2 separate regions of the Sus scrofa genome follow, and region 2 is linked to region 1. Evidence: chromatin contacts called from public HiChIP or PLAC-seq data. All regions are on one chromosome and are shown on one strand. The core of a region is the stretch at or near the end of the contact, and the rest is flanking DNA. Distances in the headings are between cores, read along the strand shown.

Region 1 (6,075 bases), core at 2,572-5,071:
AGGCCAGTGGAACTCACCCAAACAGAGAAACCAAAAGAACAAAGAATTTTTAAAAGTAAAGATAGCTCAAGAAACATATGGGGAACAATAGCATTTACATTATAGGGGTCTAGAAGCAGAAGAGAAAGAAAAAAGGGCAGAGAACTTATTTGAACAAAAACACAAAAACGTAATGACTGAAAACTTTCCCAACATGCGGAAAAAATAAGACATCTAGATTCAGGAAACCCAGAGTTCCAGAGAAGAGAAATCTAAGGAGAACCACACCAAAACACAATATAATTAAAAAGTCAAATATTAAAGAGAGAATCTTAAAAGCAGCAAGAGAAAAACAACTTGTCACATACACGGGAACCCCTATAAGCCTATTAGCAGATTTCTCAGCCAAAACTTTGCAGGCCAGAAGGAAGCTGCATGACATCTTCAAAGCACTAAAAGGACAAAAAAATAAACTCCCAACCAAGGCTGCTCTTCCCAGCAAGGCTATTATTCAAAACTGAATGAGAGACAGAGTTTTCCAAACCAAAGCTAAAGGAGTTATTCACCACTAAACCAGCAGCTGAAAAGAAAGGGTACTAATTAGTAAGGAGAAAATATGAAAGTAAAACTCGCAATGGTAAAGGTAAATATATAGTAAAGGTAGTGGATTACTCACTTATAAAACTCGTATGAAAAGCCAAAAGTAGTAAAAATAACTCTTACTATAATAACTTGTTCAGGGATACACAAAATCAAAAGATGTAAAATGTGATATGGAAACCATGAAACGGTGGGATGGGAGGAGTAAAACCATAGGGTTTCAGAATTAATTCAAACTTAGCCTGCTATCAACTTAAAATAGACTGCTATATATACAGGCTGTTATATGTGACCCTCATGGTAACCCCAAAGCAAAAACCTATAATAGGCATTAAGAAAAACAGTGGGAAAGGAAATCTTATCAAATATCTTTTCTTTTCTTTCTTTCTTTTTACGGCTGCACCTACAGCATGTGGAAGTTCTCAGGATAGGGGTCGAATGGGAGCAGCAGCTGCAGGCCTATGCCACAGCTATGGCAACACCGGATTCAAGTTGCGTCCGCAAACCACACCACAGCTTGTAGCACTGCCAGATCCTTAACCCACCGAGCGAGGCCAGGGATTGAACCCACATCCTCAAAGAAATAATGTCAGGTCCTTAACCTAGTGAGCCAGTATGGGAACTCCATAAAAGGTATCTTTCCCAACAGCAATAGTATGCAATGAGCAATTAATTACAAGAAAAAAAAACTGGAGGAGTTCCCTGGTGGCCTAGCAGCTGAGAAAACAAGGTTGTCACTGCTGTGGCTCAGGTTTGATCCCTGGTCTGGGAACTTCATTTAGTCAGGTTTGTTAACCATTGAGCCATGACAGGAACTCCCAAAGAACACATTTGAAAGCACATATGAAACATTTGCAAAAATGCAGTCACAGAGAAACACTGAACAAATTTCAAAGAGTAGATAAAACACACACCAGACCGTCTAGCCACATGTAACTGAGATAGAAGCCAATATAAACAAAGGTATGTGCATATTTGCTGATGGGACTATAAACTTATGTAAGAGCATTGGGAAAAACTTTTGGTGTGTCCTCCTAAAGTGAAAAAGTCACATACCTAATGACTTGGCAGTTTCACTTCCAGAAACATACTTGAAGCTCTTGCACTTGTAAAACCAGCAAAATATACAGGAATGTGTATAGCAGGGTGGCTTTCAACAGCAAAAATCTAGAAATCGCATTCCCTTGTGGCTCAGTGGGTTAAGGACCCAGTGTTGCTATGAGCTGTGGGGTAGGTCACAGACATGGCTTAGATCTGGCATTGCTGTGGCTGTGGCATAGGCTGGCAGCTGCAGCTCCAGTTTGACCCCTAGTCAGGGAACTCCTAGCCCCATATGCCACAGATACAGCTCTAAAAATAATTAATTAAGTAAGTAAGTAAGTAATTTGGGCAGGATCAATATGGACCAGTGATGAGAGAACATCAAGAACTCAGGATTATGGTTGATTACTCCTCTTCTGTGTACCTGAAGTCTAGTTAAAAATGAAGAAGAAAAAAAATAGCTTTTAAATGAAAGATCCCATTACGGAATTGAAAAGTGTGTTCTTTCTAGGGCAGGAGAAGCAGTAGGGTTCTAGATAGCACCAAAAAGTGAGTCACTGATTTCTGCAGGGCAAACTCATCACCCTGGAAAACTCCCAAAATGTAAGTACATCTCTGAACGAAACAAAGTATGACTCTTCTCTCAATGTACACAGCAGTTAACATTCAATTATATTAAAACCATATACTGTCTAAGTCTGCTCAGGCTGCTCTAACAAAACACCATTGATCAAGTGGCTTAAATATTAATTGTTTATTTCTCATGGCTCTAGAGGCTACAAGTCCAAGATCCAGGCGCTGATCACTTTGGCTCCTGGGGAGCACTTCGGGAGCACTAAACCCATCCAGAGGGCTCAAGGCGTTTGTCTTGGAGTTTCTCACAGCTTTCTCTCTGCAGACACTGACCAAATTCCCCAAATAAGAAGTGTCCCCCAAAGATACTCCTGTTTCCCCATGACGCACCAAGACCTAGGATTGAGTCCAGGCACCTTGATCTGCCCTTGGCAGCCTCAGACGAACTACCTGCCTTCTTGGGCTACTCCCCTAGAAAAGCATGGTCTTTTGGGAATCCATCAGCTTCCCACGCACAGAGTTCTCCCTACAGATGGCCATGGGCCATTGGGAGACTTGGGGTCCATGAGAAGACAATGCAGTTGAGGGTTTTTTTTTAATTGATCTGTATTTATGTCCTAACTCACTGGATGATATATATTCATGAGTATGCACAATTAATTCATTGCCACAATACAAAGTCTCAAAAGACTTTAGGAGTCACATGGTCTATTAGCATGTTCTAGAAGAGAAAGCTGTCTCAGATCCTCTCATTTTTGTTTTGTTTCTGTTTTCTTTCCTTTCAAGCCCTGGTGGCACCCATTTCTCAAGCATGCTTGGGGTAGGATCTTAGCTCTCTTCAACTGCAGTGGCCGCAGATCCCTGGTGCCTAACACCCAAGAAGTCGTAGGGGTACGAGTATGGGTAGAAACAAGCCCTCAAGGGTGATGTTGGCTTAAAAACAGGGTGAAAAAGGAAGGAAATGAGTAATTCTGAGAATCAGAGGTGAGAAAAGAGAGTCATGTGCATGTGGCTTAGTTCCTGGGCTGAGGCTCAGGTGATGGAGATGGGCTTCTGTTTGCCTATCCCAAGGGGCCATAGATGCCAAGGCTGCAATGCCCTGAACTATTAATAGTGACAGCTTGCAGCTGAGTGCAAAGAAGCAGCCCGTTGCTTGCTCCATTTCCTCCACCTGCCTGGGCAAAGACGGCAGCTGTGCAAAGAGAGAGGCTAAATATTGTCAAACGATGGATTGGGATTTCTTGGTCCAGGGAGGAACTGACTCCCATATTCTCACACACTGCGAGTCAGAGGGAGAGCTCAGGGGCTATGCCAGGCACAGCCTTGAGAATCTCAGCCTGGTGCCACCAAGAGGAAGTTAGAGCTAAGTACTTGACCTCGGCAATAAACTTGACCCATGAGAGGTCATCTCATGCCAGAGTTGAGACCAGATCCAGTTCCTTGATTCCTAATTTGGCATTTTTCCACTAACCATTCCTGCCTTCCTGACCGCAGGAGAGTAGAGAGATGTAGGGCTGTGGATTTTAAGAAAAGAAGAATCGAACCCACACCAGTACTCTCTGCAGTCTTGAGAAATCTCTACACTGGGTCACCTCTCATCATGACACACAAGAGTATTCCACATTTAGAAACTCTTTCTCTATGAACCTCTTTCACGATCCTGCCCACACACATCATTTTCAGCAGATGACTTTGTCACATACTTCCTGCAAAAAGCAGAAGTTGTCAGAGAGTCTCTTTCCTTGCCTTCAAATCCACCCCCTCTTTCTGCCTTCCTTTCCCCTGCTACAAAGGACAAATTTCCTTTCTACCTAAGACCAGCCCCTACAGTGTGGCTGAATCCCCCTGCCCCATCTCAACACTTTCATTCACGCCTTTATCTCCTCTCTTCCCCACTTATCAATTTCTCTCTTGCTATAGAACAATCTCAGTAGACTATGACCTACCTGACAATCACCCATCTTAGAAATACCCACCCCTTCAACCAACAAGATACATGCCACCACCTAGAATGGCTAAAATTCAAAATGCTGATAGCACCAAATGCTGGTAAGGATGGAGAGAAGGGAGGACCCTCCCTCATTGCTGACGGGAATGAAAAATGGTGTGGCCACTTGGGAAGGCTATTGGGTGATTTCTTACAAAACTAAACATGACACTTAAAATATGATCCAACAATCACACTCTTTGATATCTACCCATGAGTTGAAAACACATTCACCAAAAAAAAAAAAAAAAAAAAAAAAACCCTGCATGAGGATGTTTGTAGCAGCTTTATTCATAATTGCCAAACCTTGGAAGCAACCAAGACATTTTTCAATGGGTGAATGGATAAACAATTTGCGGTATACCCATACAATGGAATATTCCTCAGCATGAAGAAGAAAGGCACTATCAAGCCACAAAAGACATGGAGAAAGCTTAAATGCATATTGCGAAGTGAAAGAAGCCAATCTGAAAAGGCTATGTACTGTATGGGTCCAACTATATGTCACGCCAAAAAAAGAAAAACTGTGGAGATGATAAGATAAATTAATTAATTCATTCATTAAAAAAATAAAAATAAAAAATCAGTGGTTGCCAGGAAGGGAAGAGAAAAATAAGGAGCAAACAGATGGAGCACAGGGCATTTTTAGAAATTACTCTGCATGATGCTATAAAGGTGAATACATAACATTGGTCAAAACTCATAGAATGTAACCCACACAAGCGAACCCTAGTGTAAACTGGGACTTTGGTTAATAATAATGTAACAACACTGGCTCACCAATGGTAACAAATGTACCACATGATTACAAGAAGTTACTAGAGGAGTTCCCATCGTGGCTCAGTGGTTAATGAGTCTGACTAAGAACCATGAGGTTGCGGATTCGATCCCTGGCCTTGCTCAGTGGGTTAAGGATCCGGTGTTGCCCTGAGCTGTGGTGTAGGTTGCAGACGCAGTTCGGATGCTGCGTTGCTGTGGCTCTGGCGTAGTCTTGGCAGCTACAGCTCCAATTAGACCTCTACCCTGGGAACCTCCATATGCCACAGGTTCGGCCCTAGCAGAGGCAAAAAGACAGGAAAAAAAAAAAAAAAAAGATGTTACTAGAAAACTGAAGGGAGGCATAAAATGAGAACTCTCTGTACTTTCCAATGTAATTTTTCTATAAATCTAAAACTGCCCTTAAAAATTGCCTATTAATTAAAAAATTAAAGATTGTCACTGACCCATGAATAACTGTGGCCCATCCTCCTCCCACCCCTTTCTCTGCCCACTTTCACAATAAAAACTTCAAAGTTGTTTTCCTCTCCCCCTATTTTTGTCCCTAACCCCCTCTCCCTGTATTGGTTTCCTCTCGCTGCTATAAGAAATTAGTACAATTTTAGCAGCTTAAAACAAATTTATGGAGTTTCCATTGTGGCTGAGACGATTAAGAACCTCTGAGTATCCACGAAGATGTGGGTTCAATTCCTGGCCTTGCTCAGTGGGTTAAGGATCCAGCATTGCCTCAAGCTGTGGTAAAGTTCGAAGATGCCGTTCAGATGCCATATTACTGTGGTCATGGCGTAAACCAGGAGCTGCAGCTCTGATTCCACCCCTAGCCTGGGAACTTCCATATGCCACAGAAAACAAACAAACAAAATTACCTTACAGTTTGGGAGATCAGTCCTAAGATGGAGGTGCCGGTAGAGTTGTGTGCCTTCTGGAGACTGTAGGGGGCTATCCATGTCCTTGCCTTTTCTAGCCTCTAAAGGCCACCTGCACCCATTGGTTCATGGCTCCTACCTGCCATCTTCAAGGTCAACAATGTAGCACCTCCCAAGGACTGGCTTCTCCACCCCAGGCTAGGGGGGCAAATCAGAGCTGCAGTTGCTGGCCTACACCATAGCCATAGCCAC
Region 2 (6,075 bases), core at 2,247-4,746, 260 kb after region 1:
GATTTCAGGATAAGGGTAAACCCTTCCCCACCCCCAGCCCCACACCCCCGCATCCAGGTTTTTCTTCAACCAGACAAGCACTTATGTATGTAAGGCAAAAACTGCAATTTATTACCCACAAACTGTATACCTCCTCTGCTGCATCATCACAAGGCCACTTTAGTTCAAGTCCACATAGCGCTGTTAGTAAAAAATACAATGGATTTGTTCCATTTCATTTATTAATCAGTTTCTCTCCCACAAGGTACTTTAATCATTAAAAAGGAGAAAAATAGCTACTTTGTAACAGAGAAACCTAATAGATACAAACTTGAACAAGTAAGCAAAGCTCAAATCACCAGTACTGGGACAGAGGTGTGCTTGCTTTTATGTTCTGGAAACATAACTTCTGAATATTCCTGCCAAGAATGCATAACCCGAATTTAATCATGATGGAACATCAGACAAACCCAAATTGAGGGGCATTCTATGGAACAGGGGGTCTGCATTCTTCAAAAATACCTAGTCATGAAAGACAAAGGCAGGAGTCGTGCAAAGTTAAGAACCATCTAAAGGGCCATGACGGGAGTTCCCGTTGTGGCCCAGCAGTTAATGAACCCGACTAGCATCCATGAGGATACAGGTTCGATCCCTGGCCTCACTCAGTGGGTTAAGGATCCAGCGTTGCCGTGAGCTGTGGTATAGGTCACAGATATGGCTCAGATTTGGTGCTGCTGTGGCTGTGCTGTAGGCTGGCAGCCGTAGCTCCAATTAAACCCCTAGCCTGGGAACCTCCATATTCCATGGGTGTGGCCCTAAAAAGACAAAAAAAAAAAAAAAAAAAAAAAAAGACAGAGTAAAGGGCATGAACACTAAATGCAATGTGTGATCAGGGACTGGATTCTGGAAGAGAAAAACAGTATTTTTCTTTACTATGAAAAGCACATTAGGCAGTTCCCTTGTGGCAGCAAGTTAAGGATCTGGTGTGTCACTGAACACTGCGGCAGGTGTTCAATCCCTGGCCCCGGGAACTTTCACCTGCAGGTGGCACAGCCAAAAAAAAAAAAAAAAAAAAAGGACATTAGTGGGGCATTTGGCAAAATTTGAATGAAGTGCTTAATATCGTATCAATGTTAACTTCCTGATTTTGGTGTGATGCAGCAGCTGTGATTTGGGGAAATATACACAAAAGTATTCAAGGGTATAGAGGCATCTCGTCTGCAGCATATTGTGAAATGTCTCAGAAAAAAAACTGACTAAAGCAAACGTAGCAAAATGTTAACATTTGGGGAATCTAAAGGTTGTACAGGAATTAGGGTCTAATCTGAGCTGTAGCTTCTGGCCTATGCCAAAGCCACAGCAATGCCAAATCCGAGCCGTGTCTGCAACCTACACCATAGCTCACGGCCACACCAGATCCTTAATCCACTGAGCGAGGCGAGGGATCAAACCCACAACCTCATGGTTCCTAGTCGGATTCGTTTCCACTGCACCACGACAGGAACTCCTCTTTGACCTTATTTTTGTAAATTTCCTGTAAGCCTGAATTTATTTCCAAATAAAAAGTTAACCTCTCTCTCAATACACAACTTTCATAACAGAAGGTAAATACATTTAGCATCACACTGAATCCCCCTTTTGGCACCTGGAGAGGGTGTTCTCAAATCCGAAATCTGGTGATCATTTGCAGTGAATAAGCATTGAGATCTGCCGTATAGTACAGGGAACTGTACCTAGTCACTTGTGATGGAACAGGACGGAGGATAAGGTAAGAAAAAGAATGTGTGTATATATATATGTACAGCTGGGTCACTTTGCTGTCCAGCAGAAATTGACAGAACATTGTAACTCAACTACAACAGAAAAAAATAAAAATATTTTTTATTTGCTAAAACTTAAAGAGTTGAAGAGACATGTTATCATCTAAAAATCCCATGTAAAATGACTTAAGCTGTGTTAAATCTGCTATAGAATATAAGCACTGGAAGACAAAACAAAAACTGACTCCAGACTCTTTTTTTAAGGAGGCACGCCACCTTGTGACAAAAAGCTTAAAAGCCATTAAATGATGAAGGAAAAACCCCTTCAGGCAAAGCCACCAGGGAAAGAAGGGCCCAGCTTTATTGATCACTTGCTGCTTCCAGGTACTACGAGGCATTTCTTCAAGGGAGTTCTCAAACCATACTTACACACAAACAGCCCCAGAGTCACACAGCTAATAAGTGGCAGTGACAGAATAAGGGAAAAAATAAACTGACCTAAACACAAATTTATAATCCCTCAAGAATCCCACCTCCAGGGAGTTCCCTTTGTGGCTCAGTGGTTAACAAACCCGACTAGGATCCAGGAAGACGCAGGTTCAATCCCTGGCCTGGCTCAGTGGGTTGGGCCTGGCTCAATCTGGCATTGCCGTGAGCTGTGGTGTAGATTGCAGACACAGCTCAGATCCTGTACTGCTGTGGCTGTGGTGTAGGCCAGCAGCTGTAGCTCTGATTGGACCTCTAGCCTGGGAACCACCATATGTCACAGGTGGGGCCCTAAGAAGCCAAAAAAAAAAAAAAAAAAAAGAATCCCGCTCCAAAGCCAGAAACTTCCAGTAACATTGCAGCTGGAAATACTCCTCCTCCCCTCTGTCGTCACCATTCCCATTTTCCCATTCCCCATGTTAAGCTTTTCCCAAGGTCACAACATCCACACCTGTTTCCCACTCCTTTTGTTAATTCTCTTCTATCCATTTTTCTGAAGTCACTAAAGCAACAATTTCTCCAAATTTTATTTCCTAATATTTCCCAGGAGATAAATTCCCAAGACTCAAAGATGGAAAACACCAGTATTGATATTTCCTTCCTAAAAACATACAAGATCTATTTTATAAAAAGCACTAAGAAAAAACTTCACAGGAAAAAAAAAAAAAAGTTTTAACCTAGTTCAGCCCAGGGTCTCCCAAGGTTTTTTCTAGGGCAGCTTGGGACATGCTGGCTAAGAGGGGAGCAAGGCTTCACACTCAGGAAGAAAGGGTCCGTGATCCCTGGGTGAGCCACTTCCAGATAGAAGTTCCTATCTCTGCAGTTCCCTGGTGGCCTAGCAGGTTAAAGATGTGGCGTTGTCACCGCTATGGCGCAGGTTTGATTCCTGGCCGAAAGAGTGGTCAAAAAAAAAAGCTCCCACCTCCAACTGTGAGAGTGAGATTAAACAATGCACAGGACACAGAAAGTTCTCAGTATGTGTTAGTGATCGGGGTTGACCAGAAAAATGACATGATGTTACAGGACCCAACATCAGGAAGGTCTGGCTGGTGGTATCGAGGGAGGACAGAAATGATGGACCACGACGGGATGATGATGAAAAAATAACTCTGTGCTAAAAGCAGGTCAGAGTTCTTCACAAACTGCGGTTGACCTTCAGCATGTGAAGTTCCTTCACTTGCTAAAATGTTTATTTATAACTCCCGAATCAATACTCATGGCACTTCCTGGTCATCTGGGACATGGGTAGACTGGTAAGTCATCGGAGCCACCTGACCTGCAATTTCCCAGCAGAGGCGGGACAATGCAAAGCTCTGCCTTGTTTTTGCCCTCATGTTGTAATAAGTGTCCTTTTCATGGCTTTTTTTTTCTTTATTGCTGCACGCGGAAGTTCCCTGGCCAAGGATCAAACCTGCGCCGCAGCAGCAACCCAAGCTGATGCAGTGTCAAGGCCAGATCCTTAACGCACTGTGCCACAAAAGAACTCGCACATGGCCTATTTTGTGCCACATTTTTACATTTATGTGTCTGTTACTGACTCCACTGTATAAAACTGCGGTGTAGGTGATAGACAGAGCCCCCAAGACTGGGATGGGATTTATGGGGAAAAAATGCTCGAATCAGAAGTTTCCTTCAGGTATAAGTTAACAGCGCTGCTTTGAGCTCAAGGTCCATGAACCAACAATATTAAATAAGATGTTTTTAAACAGAAACACACATGAAGCAAGATTACGTAATGATGGCTCAGGAGAACGTTGTGGCCAAAAGCTCAACTAACACAGCATCTCCTCCGCCCCCAGCAATGATTCAAAATTTGATAATTCAGTGTTGGGGAGGCTTTATAGAACCTGCCTCTCGTGAACAATAAGAATTGACTGTATTTAGGAGTTCCCGTCATGGCGCTGCAGAAACAAATCCGACTAGGAACATGGGGTTGTAAGTTCAATCCCTGGCCTCGCTCAGTGGGTTAAGGATCCAGCGTTGCTGTGAGCTGTGGTGCAGGCTGGTGGCTACAGCTCCGTTTGGACCCTTAGCCTGGGAACCTCCATATGCCACAGGTTTGGCCCTAAAAAGACACCCCCCCCCAAAAAAAGAGAAAAATGATCAACAAAGTAACTAAAATATATAATTTCTACTTCAAATCATTTCTACTTTAATCCTTCCAGTCTGAACAGATGATACAGAGGAGAGCGAGCTCAGAAATAACAGCACAGTCTGTTAAAAACAAATGTGACTAATTGTTTAGAGTAGAACAAAATTAGCATCAGATATTTCTCCCTCATGATTTAACAGGTTGTTATATGAGATTAAAATGTCTAAAAGTAGTTGTGGCTCAACAGAAACAAATCCGACTAGTATCCATGAGGACAGGTGTTTGATCCCTGGCCTCGTTCAGTGAATTAAGGATCCAGCATTGTGGTGAGCTGCGGTGTAGGTGATAGACAGAGCTCGGATCCTGCATTGCTCTGGCTGTGGCAGAGGCTGGCAGCTGCAGCTCCGATTGGAACCCTAGCCTGGGAACTTCCATAGGCCATGGGTGTGGCCCTAAAAAGACAAAAAAAAAAAATTCTGAAAGTAGCCCCAAGCTTTAACAAAATTGAAACAACCAAAATGAGAGTGTGATGACAGGAGAGTAGAGGAAGGGGAAAAAAAAAATGGGATATATTTATAAGATTAGCAGAGATTATTTGATATGAAGTAATTAAAAATGGAGCGACAGAAAAAGAAAAAGGGTCCAGAATTGACATTATGATTGAAAACCTTCCCATCATGGAAAAATATGAAGAACCTGAATTTGGTGCATCTGTGTCAAACACTCCTGGGGTTCTTGCTCAAGTAGCAAATATTATATGGCACTGATCTTCCAGTCTTCAGGCCTTGCTACTGAAGACATGTATTAGGCTGATACATGTCAAAAGTTTATATCATGGAAAAATCTAGCCTCTGCAGCAACAATACAAAGTATATACAACAAGGATCTTAGAAACAGTACAATTAATAAAACAGAATGCTCTGGCAGTATTGGTCTATATACAAAGTAACACCAAAAGACACTCAAGATTCAACAGCCACCACACCTGTGTAAAAGGGAGATATTTATCTTAAAGGAATAAAATGTATTTTTAAATGATTACAGGACTATATTCTAACTCATAATGTCTGATAAGAGTGGGTGCTGGGAGTTCCTGTGGTGCATTGGAAATAAATCCCACTAGTATCCATGAGGACGCAGGTTCAACCCCTGACTCGCTCAGTGGGTTAAGGATCCAGAATTGCCGTGAGCTGTGGTGTGGGTCACAGACGCGGCTCGGATCCAGCATTGCTGTGGCTGTGGTATAGGCCAGCAGGGCAGCTGCAGCTCTGATTCGACCCCTAGCCTAGGAACTTCCACATACCTTGGGTACAGCCTTAAGAAAAAAGCAAAAAAAAATAAAAGAGTGGGTGCTAACATTATCTCTTTCTTAAATGAGGAAACAAAGAGGGAAATTAAGTGATTTGCTCACAATTTTAAAAATTCAGGGCAGAGTCAAAAACAGAAACAGCCACTCTTCTCAGTCCGCCTTCTGGATGCCTTCATTAGCTTTCACGCTAGCATCTCACAAATCTGAGCATAATGTATTTCTCCTTATTTTATAAAGAGAAACTGCTGCTATAACCAGGCCACTTGGATAACCGAAAAACGAACAGCAAACCAAATTTCACGGTTCGTTTTCTCCAACAGATTTAACAGTATGAGAATGTATGAGAAGTAATATTTATTGCAATGAGTTATGAGGGAGTGGAAATAAGCCATCAGTCTCACAATGTGTTGGGAGCAAGACAGAGTTTACTGACGTTTTGAGGGGAAAAA

What was found. HiChIP or PLAC-seq counts read pairs in DNA pulled down with a chosen protein or histone mark.
Region 2: an H3K27ac HiChIP or PLAC-seq map of alveolar macrophages shows a contact between it and region 1. The contact joins two enhancer-like sites. A contact is called at or near these places in 1 of 5 promoter capture datasets (liver), 17 of 47 Hi-C or Micro-C datasets (blood, embryonic fibroblasts, epiblast stem cells and 9 more) and 1 of 2 datasets of contacts at active chromatin or transcription factors (alveolar macrophages).

What each region holds. Positions count from the first base shown.
Region 1 is chr13:196,785,145-196,791,219 of Sscrofa11.1, forward strand. The region is part of intron 1 of IFNAR2 (interferon alpha and beta receptor subunit 2); the gene reads left to right. The region is part of intron 4 of LOC110256370 (40S ribosomal protein S2-like); the gene reads right to left. Among named protein-coding and RNA genes, the nearest start is that of IFNAR2, 22 kb to the left of the region's middle. Within about 2 kb of position 3,822, at least 14 of the 83 cell types and tissues checked have an H3K27ac peak or open chromatin away from gene starts, as enhancers often do. A contact at or near this core is called in alveolar macrophages, where this site is marked.
Region 2 is chr13:197,042,320-197,048,394 of Sscrofa11.1, forward strand. TMEM50B (transmembrane protein 50B) reads right to left here. Exons shown (of 7, transcript XM_021070935.1): 7 at 5,966-6,075. Among named protein-coding and RNA genes, the nearest start is that of IFNGR2, 38 kb to the left of the region's middle. Within about 2 kb of position 3,497, at least 5 of the 83 cell types and tissues checked have an H3K27ac peak or open chromatin away from gene starts, as enhancers often do. A contact at or near this core is called in alveolar macrophages, where this site is marked.